3 separate regions of the Sus scrofa genome follow, and all the other regions are linked to region 2. The links are chromatin contacts, called in public HiChIP or PLAC-seq and promoter capture Hi-C maps. All regions are on one chromosome and are shown on one strand. The core of a region is the stretch at or near the end of the contact, and the rest is flanking DNA. Distances in the headings are between cores, read along the strand shown.

The links. Promoter capture Hi-C pulls out the DNA fragments that hold promoters and counts their contacts. HiChIP or PLAC-seq counts read pairs in DNA pulled down with a chosen protein or histone mark.
Region 1: a contact with region 2 is called in an H3K27ac HiChIP or PLAC-seq map of alveolar macrophages. The contact joins the enhancer-like site here to the promoter of SUFU in region 2. A contact is called at or near these places in 1 of 5 promoter capture datasets (fetal liver), 7 of 47 Hi-C or Micro-C datasets (alveolar macrophages, embryonic fibroblasts, epiblast stem cells and 4 more) and 2 of 2 datasets of contacts at active chromatin or transcription factors (alveolar macrophages and skeletal muscle).
Region 3: a promoter capture Hi-C map of fetal liver shows a contact between it and region 2, with 3 times the contacts expected there. The contact joins the enhancer-like site here to the promoter of SUFU in region 2. A contact is called at or near these places in 3 of 5 promoter capture datasets (fetal liver, fetal skeletal muscle and liver), 7 of 47 Hi-C or Micro-C datasets (alveolar macrophages, embryonic fibroblasts, epiblast stem cells and 4 more) and 2 of 2 datasets of contacts at active chromatin or transcription factors (alveolar macrophages and skeletal muscle).

Annotation. Positions count from the first base shown.
Region 1 is chr14:113,664,581-113,667,308 of Sscrofa11.1, forward strand. No RefSeq gene overlaps it. Among named protein-coding and RNA genes, the nearest start is that of TRIM8, 29 kb to the left of the region's middle. Within about 2 kb of position 1,256, at least 46 of the 83 cell types and tissues checked have an H3K27ac peak or open chromatin away from gene starts, as enhancers often do. A contact at or near this core is called in alveolar macrophages, fetal liver and skeletal muscle, where this site is marked.
Region 2 is chr14:113,498,652-113,501,351 of Sscrofa11.1, forward strand. It overlaps SUFU (suppressor of fused homolog), which reads left to right and starts at 1,350. Exons shown (of 14, transcript XM_021072750.1): 1 at 1,350-2,251; 2 at 2,254-2,371. The coding sequence starts at 2,191. ACTR1A (alpha-centractin) reads right to left here and starts at 143. Exons shown (of 11, transcript XM_001928877.5): 1 at 1-143. The coding sequence starts at 10.
Region 3 is chr14:113,641,354-113,644,256 of Sscrofa11.1, forward strand. The region is part of intron 1 of TRIM8 (probable E3 ubiquitin-protein ligase TRIM8); the gene reads left to right. Among named protein-coding and RNA genes, the nearest start is that of TRIM8, 5.4 kb to the left of the region's middle. Within about 2 kb of position 1,363, at least 20 of the 83 cell types and tissues checked have an H3K27ac peak or open chromatin away from gene starts, as enhancers often do. A contact at or near this core is called in alveolar macrophages, fetal liver, liver and 2 more, where this site is marked.

The DNA.
Region 1 (2,728 bases), core at 6-2,505, 170 kb after region 2:
GGTAGGTGTCTAGGCCACTGAAGTGAGGCTGCCGGAGGGGAAGGAAGACAAGCTCTCTTCCCGAGGGCAGGGCCCTGGACCAGAGCCCACTCTGCCTCCTACTGTGTGGCTTAGGGCACGTTTATTCCCCTCTCTGAATCCTAAGAGGAAAATCCAGTTTTAGGAACGAGGTACACGGCCAGTATCCTGGCCAGCCCCAACTTTCCCAACTTCTTTTTTCTGTCTGTGCAAAGGATGGTACAAAGTTTATGGCTGTGCCACCGTGAGGACACTTAATATTTGGGACAGGGACCCCACTGGGGAGCAGTGCTGATCAGAGGAGACCCCTGGTGTGAACTTGGAAGGCTGAGAAACGGGCTGTTATTGTCTTTGTCCTCCAGAGCAGGCAGCTTGGCCGGCACTAATGGCTCTGTGATCTTGGGCAAATTCCTTAACCCAGGCCCGAGCCTCAGTTTTCTTCGCCGCAAAGTGGGACTAACAACAGCTCCATGATGTATATGAAGTGTCTGGTGTGCAGGAGGGGCTTCAGAAAGGGTTCTTTTTCTCGCCATCGCCAGTGTTCAGGTTACAGCCTTCTGAAGAAAGCACCTTGAGCGATGAGAAGCCCTGAGAGGACAAGCTCCCCACAGGCCCACTCCCCTCCCCAAGTGCCAGCGAAGGACAGGACACTTTCCAGGCTGCCTTCGTTTCAGCTAAATTTTATTTGTCGGATTTTTGACAGACGTCTAAATTATACATTGAATTTTCCACATGACCAAATACCACGTCCCTTCCTTTGATTATCATTTTCAAAAGGGATTATAAAAAAAGAACCTTTCGATGGATCAGACTGAACCCTGAAACCACACGGAGTGCAGAGCTAAAAATAAAAAGAAGTAAGAACTGGCCCCTGAGAAGGAAAGAGAAATCAAAGCAAACTCTTGACGGGAATCAAGGGACGAGTCCTGGCGAGGGTGACATGGTGTCACCCTCCAGGCCAGGCCGGATAAGGAGTGGCCGACAGTGCGGGTGGGGCACAGAGCTGCGCAAAAATAGCCACAGCTTTAGCCCAGAGGGGAATCAAGAAATTTGTCCAAAGCCAGGAGAGAGAGAGAGAAGTGAGAGGGACGGAGGGGGCAGGACTGCGGCAGGGGAGCCGCGGACCTTAACCCCTGCACCTTTCTACCCGGCGGCACAATCGCTGACTCTCAGCTGTGCGCGGACATGTTCCCCAGCTCAGCCCACATCAATGACACCCTTGTTTCCATAGCAACCAAGGGAGAGTGAAGGGGAAAGGGTGTGCGGCCCTGGGCGTGGGGAAGCCAGCCAGAAGGAGCTGCTCCGGGGAGGTCGGGAGGAGGGAAGGGAAGGCGTTTTTCCCACAACTGGTCTGAGCACACATCCTGGGGCCCCTGGCCCAGGCCTCGCCTGCCCTCTGGCCCCCAACCCTCTCCCCCGCACTTTCAGATGCACTCGTGCCCCGGAGGCGGGAGCGAGGCTCACTAAGACTCACAGGGGGTGGGAGGATGGGGGACCCGGCCTCCCCTTTCCTGCTTCAAGTTGGGTCTTCTGGTGAGGGCCCGGGGGTGGGGGTGGGGCTGGGGCTGGGGACTTGAGAAGCATTTTGTTTTTACAACCGGGAGCTTTCAAACGCTGCATCTTTTAGGCTTCTCTCATCTACCCCTGGAGCCCAGGGAGGGTTCAGCGGGGCTCAAAGGGAAGATGAAAGCCTGTGACAGCCACAATGTCTCTGTGTCTTTAGCTGAGAAGCAAATCTGAACATTCACAGAGGCTGTTACCAGAGGAGGGCAAGTGGCTTCTGCCTGCTGGCCGAGGCCCGGGGGAGGGGGGGCGCCTTTCAAACAGTTCCCTAAGTTGGTGGTAAAAGAACAAAAATATTTCACAGGCCATGCACTGCCAGAGTCCAAGTTCCACGTTGCAGGGTTCCCCAATCACAGACCTCAGAGCAGACACTGTGCCCCTCAGATAACATCCCTGGTGCACTCTTTGGAGGGAAAAACCATTTTCAAGGGCTAGAGCCACATTTCCATTAATTCTGTTTTGCGTCCCTTCAAAGCGCGAGAGGTGCCTGTATAAGACGGACAAGCCAGAGGAGACCGCGGGGAGCAGCCGGCTCACCTTCTTTTGTTTCGCAAGTCCTTACAGGTCTGTCCGCAGCCACCCCGGGGCACCTTTTCATGTCTGGCCTTGTTAATGACTTTCACCCCAGACCGCCTTTGAAGCGGGCCATGCTTCAGCCTCACCTGCACAACTTGGTCCAGAGAGGCCGGGGACGGAGGGCTGCAGTGACCTTCAGGCGGCTCACATGCCTTGGTGGGTTTAGCAAGGGCTACCTCCCGGGATGAGAGGGCCGCTGGCCTCGTGGGCCCCACCAGCCACTGGACAGCCTCTTATTCATTCTCTGAAAACCCCTGAGCTCAGGCCTCAGAACAGAGTTCGATTCAGGAGCCAGGGGACGCTCTGGCTCGCCTTCCCACATTTGAAGCCGGGGATTTCTTAAGGCTCAGGGAAACAAGCTCTTTTTGCAACACGGGGCAGGAGAAGTCTCCTGCCATGCCTCCCCCATCAATCAACAGAGGACACATTCTGCTGCAGAGCGGCGGATGGGCCCTGCAGCTGGGGTGGCTTCCCGGGGCAGGGCCCCTGCAATCACAGGCACCCGTGCTCTTCCCAGCAGCAAGCCCACTCCACCCGTGCGCGGCCCACACCACCAAGTTGCCGGCACTGT
Region 2 (2,700 bases), core at 100-2,599:
AGGACTCCATGGCAGAGGAATCTCTCCTTCCGAGGAAGGAACTGCCAGACCGGTCTGCCGCTAACGCCACTGAAACGCATGCGCAGTCTGGCCTCCAGTACCGGACGGCCAGGGAGCGGCCCGACCTCGCTTTCGAAGAACTACAATACCCAGAAGGCTCTGCATTGTATTTAGCTGCTTCGGAGCCCCGCCTAGTGTAAGTGACACGGCATCGCGTTTCCGGCGCACGGTGTGTTGGGCTTTGTAGTCTCTATAGATTAAATAGAAAGGGACGCTGATTGCATTGCCTACCAGAATCTGTAGTCCATTGGGAGGGATTCCCAGTGCCTCCTGAAGTATGTAGTATTTGTCTGTAGTTCGGTTTGGATTGATCAGTAACTTGTGGATGTTTGGCTTTTACAGATCAGTCCTGCCACTCTCCACCACTTCCCCTGGACAACGTAAGGTTGCCATATTTTTATATGGGTCTATAAGACATTAACAAACATATATCATGGAGTTCCCATCGTGGCGCAGTGGTTAACGAATCCGACTAGGAACCATGAGGTTGCGGGTTCGATCCCTGCCCTTGCTCAGTGGGTTAACGATCCAGCGTTGCCGTGAGCTGTGGTGTAGGTCGCAGACGCGGCTCGGATCCCGCGTTGCTGTGGCTCTGGCGTAGGCCGGTGGCTACAGCTCTGATTGGACCCCTAGCCTGGGAACCTCCATATGCCGCGGGAGCGGCCCAAGAAATAGCAACAACAACAACAAAAAAAAAGCCAAAAAAAAAAAAAAAAAAAAAAAAAAAAACAAACATATATCACTATAGCACTCTAATAAAAGTAACTTCTAATACACACAAATACACAGGGAGGAACATATTCAGAGAATAGAGGAAAGTAGTTTAAATTACATAAAATTTGCTTTTGCGGTAAAAGAACATTTTTGTTGATTTTTGCATTTTTTTCCTGGATAGTTGTAATGCAACATGCTAACATTGATCTAAAGACTGGCATTTGGCGCTACTGGTATAGATGATATTTTGGCCATTAAAACGACGTTCATCTTCCAGCTTCAGGAACTGCTCTAGCATATCTTTAATTTTCATAAGGATTCACATTGATGAATGAGAAAATGGAAGCGAAAAGAGGTTCTATTTTTTTCTTCCTTTCTTTTTTTTTTTTTTGGTCTTTTCAGCGCCGCACTCGCGGCATGTGAACGTTCCCAGGCTGGGGGTTGAATTGGAGCTGTAGCTGCCAGCCTATTTCACAGCCACAGCAACCCAGGATCCGAGCCCAGTCTGTGATCTACGCCACAGCTCACGGCAACACCAGATCCTTAACCCACTGACCAAGGTCAGGGATCGAACCCGAGTCCTCATGGATACTAGTCGGGCTCGTTAACCAGTGAGCCACGACGGGAACTCCATCACTGCTTTCTAATTGAGCCCAGTGTCTAGAGTATTTCCTCCCGCCCTTCAAGTTGCAAGGACCCTTTAGTTAATAGTCCTGACCCTTTAGTCAGGATATTTAATCGATCCTAATTTATCTAAGTCCTGTTACTTTCTAGCAGAAATTCAAAATAGATATTTCAACATATGACCCTCGAGTTTGGCGGTGTTGGTGTCAATCTGGTCAATGGACATTCAAAGACGGTAGGAAACATTCAGATTTTTACTGTTAAAACTAATGCTACACGAACGAATGAATCAATCCATTGCCAGATTTGTTTAACAATCCTTCTTAGAGTGACCGCAGAACAATTACAAGCCCTTTACCCACGCACTTCCCAGCGCTTTGGTGCGACCCTAGCACCTCAGAAAGACGCGCCAGCATCTCTATTTAAACCTGAGTTCCTCCTAACACTAGGGGAGGCCAAGAGCTTCGGGACACCCCTTAAACAGGGAGAGGGAGGCGGGACCTATTGTCAAGTCACGCCTTTCCCACCTGTGACTGGCAAAGATACTAGCCAATGGATGTCGGAATAGGGCGCGCCGCCGCCCCGCCCCCCTGAGCGCCCCGCGGCCCCCGAGGCACCCTCTGGCCGTCGCTTGCCTGGGCGGACGGTGCGCCTTGCGCAGGCGCGGAGCTTAGACCTCGCTGCAGCCCCCATCGCCTCCGGGAGTCGCACCCAGGGAGTCCGCCTGCTGGCGCGTCAGCGCTCTCCCCGTCGTCTGCCCTCCCCGGTCCCCCCAGCGCCCTACGCGCCCCGATGGCGGAGTTGCGGCCTAGCGGTGCCCCCGGCCCCGCTGCGCCCCCGGCCCCTGGCCCTACTGCCCTCCGGCCTTCGCCTCTCTCTTCCCCCCGGGACTGCACGCCATCTACGGAGAGTGCCGCCGCCTTTACCCTGACCAGCCGAACCCGCTCCAGGTTACCGCTATCGTCAAGTACTGGTATGTCTTGGGCCGTGGGGAGATGGACAGGGGCGGGCTGGGAAGGGTTAAAGCGCCGAGGGCGAAGTAGTTTGCGGGGAAGAGGAGGGGGAAGGAGAATGGTTAAAGCACTTGGAAGGAGGGCTTCCTGCTGAGAGGGAAGAAGTTAAGGCTCAAGTTAGGAATGGGGACAAAGGGGTTAACGAAGCCTTTGGGTAGCGAAGGGTTAACGAGGGGGGTGGATGCAGGGTAAACTGGGATTAGGAGAATAGAGTGAATTGGGGTGTGGGTAGGAGCAGGGGGGCGCATACGACAGGAGAGAGGGAACTGTAAACGTGGTGAAAGGAGGG
Region 3 (2,903 bases), core at 113-2,612, 140 kb after region 2:
AAGAAGAGGGGCCCCACCCTTGGGGGAGGGGGTGAGCCACAGGGAACCTGAATGGAAGAACCCATTACTCAGTTCATCCTCTCTAGCCCAGCCTGAGGAGGGGCCTTTTCCTGGGCCTCTTTTTCCTTGTGGGAGGGCGTCTGTCTGATGAAGGCAACATCAGATAGCATGGCAACCTGGCACATGCCTGAAAATACAGCTCTGCTTCTTGTGCTTCCTCTTCTGTTGTCCCAGGTGAGGGCCAGGGGCTGCTGAAATGCCCTGTTGGCCAGAAATAGGAAACCCCGATCAATATCCCCTTGCTGGCTCCCCACCCTCATACTCAAAGCACCTACATGGGCCAGCAGAAAGGTGAGCAGGACTTCTGGCCAGTGGGGGTCTAGCAGGGGGTCTCAGAGTCAGGCCTTGGAAGTCCTAGCCCTACTCTGCCCCCGCAAACCCACTGTGAGGCCACTTGCCCTGAGGCCTGAATGCCCACTGGGTAGACCCCAGAGACCCTCTCTGAGACACGCCTGGACCCCAAATATGTTCTCTGAGGCTACGGGAGGCTAAGGGCCCAAGACTGGGATATCCTGGTGGGCTCAGGCATGGCAGCCCTGGGTATTCAGACCCTCTTCCAGCCCCGAGGCTTAGGGGATCATGTGAGCAACTGGTATAGCTAGGAGCACCCCTATTTCATGACCTCCCTCAGTGTGGAAAGAAGACTGGAGATCAGGCCTAGTTATGTCTGAAGGGCTCTGCAGGGTGGATGTGGGTGTGTGTGTTCAGGTCATAGTCGTGCCCCTGGGTCATTCTTAGCACCCCAGACTGAGGTTGGGAATGTCCCCATGACCCTGTTCCTTGCTTTCTTGAAGGTTTAGAGTGGAGGAGATGTTCTCTGGGGTTGGGATCATACTTCTTGGGCATGTTTGGGGTTGGCAGCTACTTGGGGTGAAGTTGCCCTGCTCACATTGTCCCTGCCTGGCGGGCTTGCACTGGGTCCCTGCACCATGTGTCTGTCTCCCAGGAGGCTCTGGGAGTGAGGGCTGCCCTGGCCCAGCTAGAGCTGGGCTGTGGCTGCGGTCTGACTCAGGTAGCGCAGATCCACGGCTTCCCACCGCCCACCCCTTGACTGTACTCTTGAGGTCTTGGCGGGGGGAGGGGAGGCTGTGTGTGTGCGCACAGGAGGTGTGAGGGTCCTGCAGCTGCTCCTTCCTTGACCATCTCGAAGGATCAGGAAGCAGGGGCCCGACTTGGCTCTCCTCCCTGGGTCCTGGGCAGAGAGGAGCCTGAGGCAGAGGCCCAGCCCCCCACCTCCACCCCCGGATGCTGCTGACACAGCCAGGCGCCTGTCATGTACGCCCTATTGATTCCTCTGCCTCCTGCAGCTCTGGGTGCCTGTGCGTCCATGTCTGCGTGCAGGTGTTTGCGTGCTGTGTGTAACCGCTGTACTTGATTGTGCAACTCACACGGGACTCCTTTTTTGGCATCTCACGTGTATGTTTCTGAGCAGGTACTGCGTGAGTGACTGACTTAATGACAGAGTCGGCTTGTGTGTAGCTGCAGGGCTGGGAAGACGTGCGAGTGTGTGTGTGAGGGAGAGGAGGGTGCCCCGCTTGCTGTACACCTGCGAGTTGAAGCTGAGTGTGCACGCATGCCGGCCAGTGACTGCCTGCCTGGCAGTGGCGGGTGGGTGGGTGGATGTGAGTCCTGTGTGACTTTCTCACCTGGCGAGGCGGTTGGCGGGGGGAGGCCGGGATGCACCTTCGGGTGAGCTTGTTGTGGGGATTGGAGGTAGAAGCTGGATGGATCCTGTGATGCTGTGTTGGGGGCAGTGCGGGTGGGCGTAGGAAGAAGGTGAGCCCTGCCTGGGCCCCAGCCCTGGACCGAGCAGGCAGGCCTGGCTGGCCTCGTCCCTGGCTCTGGGAAAGCCTTCCTTCCCGGCTGGCCTGGCATTCAAAGCCAGACAAAGGGGGGCTTTCTCTCTCGCCTCTTTGTTCTGCTGCCCCAGAGCGCTGCTCTCTGCATGGCAAAAGCTAACTCCGCTCCGCAGCTGGGAAACCCTCTCTGGGGTCTGCCTAGGCTTGCCTCCGAGCTGCTGCCTTTCTCCCTGCCCGGCCTCCTGCCCTCCAGCCTCTTTTTTCTGGGTCTGTGGTTGCCCCCAGTCTGGGGGTCCACGAGGTGGCCCCAGGCAGGGGCTGAAGCCTCTGAGGGGGCGTCCGGGGCAGGCAGAAGCGGCTCTGAGATGAGGAAGGAGTACTCTGGGACCAGGGCTTACATGGGAGAGGGAAGGGCGGCTTTGGCTGCTGGGAAGGGTTAGGATGGGGTAGCTCTGAGCAGGGGCTGCATCCAGAGCTGGCCCGAGAGTCATCCAGGCAGGGATCTGAGCAGGACGGAGTGCTCCAATGGCCCAGCGCCCTCTCCCCCCAACCCCAGCACCCCCCCTCCCCACAGGGGCTGCTGGTGGCCCCTGCTCTGGCCCAGCTAGCTCCTGGGGCCCTGGTCCCACCTGACCTTGTTTCTCTTCAAGGGTAACTTGAGGGTTTTATTATTATTATTTCTTAGCTTTTATACAGCCTAAAGTCCCCACAGCCTTATGCATCTGCTGAGTCCAGTCACTCTCCAGAGGGCTGTGAGGCATTCCCAGGGCAGGAACGTCGGGGGCTCACGAATGTCCCCCTCGGGGCTGGAAGGGGCGTCAGAGGGAGCCACTCAAGGCAGAGTCTAGAACATTGGGCAACAGGTGGGAGGGTTTTGGAGGGCTGGGAATGGCGTGCCCCCAAGTCTTCTTGATGCTCTTGCCCTCAGAGGCCCAGAAGCAGAGACCACGGAAGGCCTTAGGTCCTCAGGGAAGGGACAGGGACGGGAGCGAGCCGGTCCGGCCGGCCTGGGCCACCATGTGTGGAGCCGAGCTGGGCCTCGTG